Linked DNA regions of Sus scrofa: region 1 is linked to region 2. A link is a contact called in public Hi-C data. All regions are on one chromosome and are shown on one strand. The core of a region is the stretch at or near the end of the contact, and the rest is flanking DNA. Distances in the headings are between cores, read along the strand shown. Region 1 has its middle 24 kb from the start of IL1R1. Region 2 overlaps IL1R1 (interleukin-1 receptor type 1).

Evidence for each region. A called contact is a pair of places that touch in the nucleus more often than the background predicts.
Region 1: a contact with region 2 is called in a Hi-C map of liver, with 2.7 times the contacts expected there. The contact joins two enhancer-like sites. A contact is called at or near these places in 3 of 47 Hi-C or Micro-C datasets (epiblast stem cells and liver) and 1 of 2 datasets of contacts at active chromatin or transcription factors (skeletal muscle).

What each region holds. Positions count from the first base shown.
Region 1 is chr3:52,356,974-52,359,673 of Sscrofa11.1, reverse strand. No RefSeq gene overlaps it. Among named protein-coding and RNA genes, the nearest start is that of IL1R1, 24 kb to the right of the region's middle. Within about 2 kb of position 1,408, at least 5 of the 83 cell types and tissues checked have an H3K27ac peak or open chromatin away from gene starts, as enhancers often do. A contact at or near this core is called in liver, where this site is marked.
Region 2 is chr3:52,275,937-52,278,636 of Sscrofa11.1, reverse strand. The region is part of intron 1 of IL1R1 (interleukin-1 receptor type 1); the gene reads left to right. Among named protein-coding and RNA genes, the nearest start is that of IL1R1, 57 kb to the left of the region's middle. Within about 2 kb of position 1,311, at least 7 of the 83 cell types and tissues checked have an H3K27ac peak or open chromatin away from gene starts, as enhancers often do. A contact at or near this core is called in liver, where this site is marked.

The sequences.
Region 1 (2,700 bases), core at 159-2,658, 81 kb before region 2:
TGTTGCCTTTGTAAATTCAAGTACAAAGAAACCAAACCTCATGGAGTTCCCGTCGTGGTGCAGTGGTTAACGAATCCGACTAGGAACCATGAGGTTGCGGGTTCGGTCCCTGCCCTTGCTCAGTGGGTTAACGATCCGGCGTTGCTGTGAGCTGTGGTGTAGGTCGCAGACGCGGCTCGGATCCCGCGTTGCTGTGGCTCTGGCGTAGGCCGGTGGCTACAGCTCTGATTCGACCCCTAGCCTGGGAACCTCCATATGCCATGGGAGCGGCCCAAGAAATAGCAACAACAACAACAACAAAAGACAAAAAAGACAAAAAAAAAAAAAAGAAACCAAACCTCAAAAATGCTGAGCTTGTTTCCTCCTCCACAATTCCTTCCTGCTCAGCTCAGCAAGGAGGTTGATTTTCCAGGGCTGTAGTCTGGGCTGGCTTTTCTTCTGTAGGGAAGGGGGTGGCCTGGTGGGCCTTGGACTTCCAATTCACCTTTATATGTTATTTTATTTTACTGTCCAGTTTTATTGAGATATAATTGACATATAGCACTGTATACATTTAAGGTATATGGCAATAATGATTTGATTACGCAGTACATGGTAAAATGATCATCACAATAAGTTGAACATACGCATGAACATCCGTCTCCTATAGATACAAAAGTCAAAAAGTAGAATATATATTTTTTCCTTGTGATAAGGATTTTAGGATTTACTCTCAACCATTTTCGTATATAACATAAGGCAGTGTGAATTATGCTTATCATGTACTTATATATTTTATGCCTGGAATTTTATGCATTTTGACTGCCTTCATCCAATTCCTCCTGCACCCCACCGCTCACTCCTGACAACCACAAATCTGATCTCTTTTTTTTTTCTATGTGTGTGTTTGGTTTTTTAAGTATAGTTGACCCATAGCACATTGTTGATTCCTGTTACACAACGTGCTGATTCAGTATTTCTATAATTTCAAAATGATCAGAACAAGTCTAATTATGTTATGCCTGCACACAAAGATAGTACATCGCTATTGACTGTATTCTTCACACTGTTCATGTCATACCCATGACTCATTTATTTTATAAATGGAAGTTTGTACCTTTTAATCCGCCTCACCAGGAGTTCCCGTAATGGCTCAGCAGAAAAGAATCCGACTAGTAACCATGAGGTTGTGGGCTTGATCCCTGGCCTTGATCAGTGGGTTAGGGATCCAGCATTGCCCTGAGCTGTGGTGTAGGTCACAGATGTGGCTTGGATCTGGCATTGCTGTGGCTGTGGTGTAGGCTGGTGGCTACAGCTCTGATTCGATCCCTCGTCTGGGAACTTTCTTCTTTCTTCTTCTCATGTTTATCCTGTTGGGCAACCCCTGTTTGTTCTCTGGATCTGTAACTCAAAAAAGCCCCAGGTGTTAGTACAAGATCATCACAGCCTTGACCCCACTTGGGCTGAATTTTAAAATAAGCTGTTCCCTGGCCTCTGCAGATTTCCCAGGCAAACACTTCTCCCAGAAACAGGTCCTGAGTGTCAGCAGAGCCTCAAGGATGCCTGGGGTGGGGGTTGGGTGGGGGGAAGGGAGGCACAGGCTGCGGGTTCTCAGAGTGCAGACTCCAGACTGGTAGCATCAGTAGGCCTGGAAACTCACTGGAAATGACTGAGCTACTGACGGGGAACAGGTGGGTCCGGGTTCACAATTCCTCCAGGTGGTTCTGAGGCTTGCTCAAGGTTTGAGTCCCCTGTGGTTCATCTGGAATCCATGTCCTGTGCATGTAAATTCTGTTGGGCCAGATACTCTGATAGGTGTGAGTGAGAGCACTCTTCTAACAGTATCTAGGAAACGCTGCCCACCCGTGCATCTTAGCTTAGCATCTGGGTCTTCATGCTTTCCTGAGGGATGCAGGCATCTCTGCAGAGCGCCCAGGCTCCAGGCTGGTTTGGGTGCCTTTCTTCCCCACCCAGTCTGTGTGTCCTCTCCCCTGAGTCGTGTTTCAGGCCCTGTCTCGTGGGTGTCTTGGGTGTGTTATCGGCACAGGCAGTTCTGGGCCAGAATCCCAAAGACCATGACCTCTTGCGTGGAACTTTCTGGGCCTCTGCCCCTTGCCCAAGGGAAGAGCTCTCTTGTGACCCCGCTTCAGAAACCCCCTCAGCAGATCATGGCCTCACCTGTGCCCTGGGACCAGTGAGAATGACCTCCTGACCACGTGCTAGGCGTTTCCTCAGGGTTTGATTGGTCAGGGCCTGGTGCAGCATTTCTCCCACATAACTGTGGTTCTGCTTGGCACGTGTATGTACCAGGCGGGCTCTTGTCTTGGCCACTCACTGGACCATCTGGAGAGATGATTTGTGCCCACTCTCCATCCACACTGCATGGATCCCGCTGCCAGGGGTCTGGTTGATGGGAAACCTTGAAAGCCCTGCAGGTGGATGTAACGAGGGCTTGGCTGGAGCCCTGGTTTAAGCTCTTGGGTTTTCCAGTGCCCTTTTCTAGATGAAGTGCTTTTTATTTTTAGACCAAGCAAACATAATAGAAAACAAAGAAAGCATGCTGAAAGCCTTCCTTCAGTGAATTGTCCTTTGTTTCCAGACCTGGCATTCATTTACGCATTTATTCACTCACTTACTCACTCATCCATCACCCTGACAAACTCCTCTAGATTTTGGTTTCACCTGGGTCTTCCATGGTGAGAGCTGTGCCAGCAGTCAGTT
Region 2 (2,700 bases), core at 62-2,561:
GAACTTGAGGACATTCAGCCAAGTGAGATAAGGTTGACAGAGGAAGATAAATAATGTATGATATCCCTTCTATGAGGAATCCCCAAAATGGAACTTGGAGAAACAGAAAATAGTGTTGCTAGGGGCTAGGAGTGGAGAAGATGGGGAGATGTTGGTCAAAGGGAACAAACTCCTAGTTATAAGAATAGCAGGTTTGGGGGTCTAATGTACAGCATGGTGATTGTAGCTAATGTACTGTGTTATGCACTTGAAAGTTGCTAAGAGAGTAGGTTGTAAATGTTCTCACCACAAAAAAGAAGTTGTAATTCTGTGATGGGGTGGAGGTTTTTAGTTAACAGTATAGTGGTGATATTGGGCAGTATGAAAATGTATCAGATCAATACATTGTATACTTTAAACTTACATAGTATTGTATGTCAATTATATTTCAGTTAAGCTCCAGACAAACAAAAGAATAATCTGTAAAACTATATGCAAAGATTCACAAGATTTCTGTCCTGAAGAGAAAAATATATGATTCTAGTCGGGGGTGATACTGTGACTTGGTTTAAAATAAACCTCATGTGATATTTGCCATGACCAACTCTTTTGAATAAATTTCCCTCCAGATTTAAGCATTTCTCTAGATTAACACAGCGGGTTACTCTGCTGAGTCATAGGGAGAAGGGGAGGTTACATTTTTGCTATTGTAATAATGTGGGAAATTACACCTGACATCACTCAGCACACTTGGATATTTCTCACCACCCTCCAATTCTGAGATTTATTTCACCACAAGATCAGAGTTCTAAATTTTTTTCCTCCCAGTTGAAATGCTGAAGAAATTTAGATAATGTGACATAGTGTATAAAACTAGGTTCATAGGAGCATGAAAAATGCTGGGGCTGGTGGTGGAGGAGTGGTGGTGGCAGAGACAGGCACTTCCTTTAGTCTGGAACTGATGTCTGGATCATAAATTATTGTTCTGGGGAAACTGGCTGTGTGTGAATAAGGCTCTGGACTCTTCCTCTTCCCAGCCCCTGTCAGCTCAGTGTAGAAAAGTGTCACTTAGCTACACACAAATACAACAAACATCTGTTGACTGTGATCACCTTCTATGGTCTAGGTCAGTGTTTGTCAAACTTGATGGCACGTTCGAATCACCCGGGGAGCCTTAAGAACTACAGGTGCCTGGGCTTCTCCCCCAGAGGTTCTGATAGCATTGATCTGGGTTGCAACCTGGGCAGAAGGATTTTTTAAAATACCTCTCCAGGAGCGGCTGGTACAATGGGGGCTGAGAGCCACTGACCCGGGGAAGAAGACAGCCATAATTTGCATAAATCACCCAAGTCAGCAAGAAGCTGGCTAGTGCAGGGCTGTCCTGTGTGATTGCCAAATCATTCTGCTGGGGGAGTTTAGGTCCATTTCCCAGAAATCCTTGCCCCTGGACACGATCAAAGGCTCTCTGTCCTGTCAGTGTGGTATGAATTTTCTAAGGGATGATGGGTGTAAGTGAAGTAAATGTAACCTCTTTCATCTCTGGCAAAGATTTAAATGTCTACTCTGCTCAAGCTATGGTTGGTCAGGGAAAGAGCTTACCTTTCGTCATTTGATGAATATCAGGGAGGGAAGTCATCCTTGCAGACTGAGTGGTGCTGGTGCCGCTGAGGATGGGGAAGTGAAGCTGAGGGCTCAGAGGAGGTGGAGTCCTGTGTTCCCTGGTGGATGGGGTGGGACCCTAGAATGCTCTCTGGCAGAAGTGTGCAGCATTGGGATGGGTCTCGATGGAAGGGGAGGAGGAGGACTTGAGCTGAAGGAGGGAGAAGGATTGACATTCTGGGCAGAAGGAAAGAGGGAGCGATTGGGAAACTGGCAAAGAGGCTGAGCTGTGATTTGACCTCAGCCAAAAAGCATCACGTCAGGGAGGGGCACTAGCTCAGGAAAGTGGAGTTCTGAGCTAGGAAGGGAGGTGAGGAGGGTCTGGAGCTGAGAGCAAAGTGTCTGGGCTTCATCCAGAGCAGTAGGGGGCCCTGCACGGGGGTTCTCCCTGCCAAGGCTGACGTGTAGGACAGGTGGGGGCTTGCCCAGCACCATGTATCCAGCTAATCTGGTTGCTTTAGAAGAACAGTGTGTTCTGGTCTGACCACCTCGTTTGACGAGGGGGGAAAAAAGCATATGCAGGTTATACATGTCAGTTTTGCATCCACAAGGTGGGCATGTTATTGCATGGACACAGTTCAGACTTTTCCTGGTTGCTGCCTTATTCATCTCTCCTTTTCTCTAACTTCTGAGGCTTCCTCCCCCCTAGTCCGTCTTCTGAGGGAGAAATTTAAGAGCTTCCCACACATAGAATTTTGATGTCTCAAATGGTAATAGCGAAACTCTGAATATAAAAAGATTCCGTGGCCATTAAGAGGTTTGATGATTCACACGGTATTTACTTCATTTTTGGCCACCTTGACTCTTAAGTAAATAGGGTAACTGCTCCCCACCTCCTTTCTTTTCAATATACCGTAATAACATCAAAAGGTCAGCCAGGCTTGGGCATGAATGGACAACACACTTCAGCCAGTGATATTTCTGGATGAATTTTATTGCATCTTAAATGTTCTTTAATATATTTGGAGAATTTGAAGAACATGCCACTAGTGATTCATCCTAAAAGGAGACGAGAGAGAGTGATTTCCTTAGAGTTGTTATCACTTTATCTGAGCCTGATTT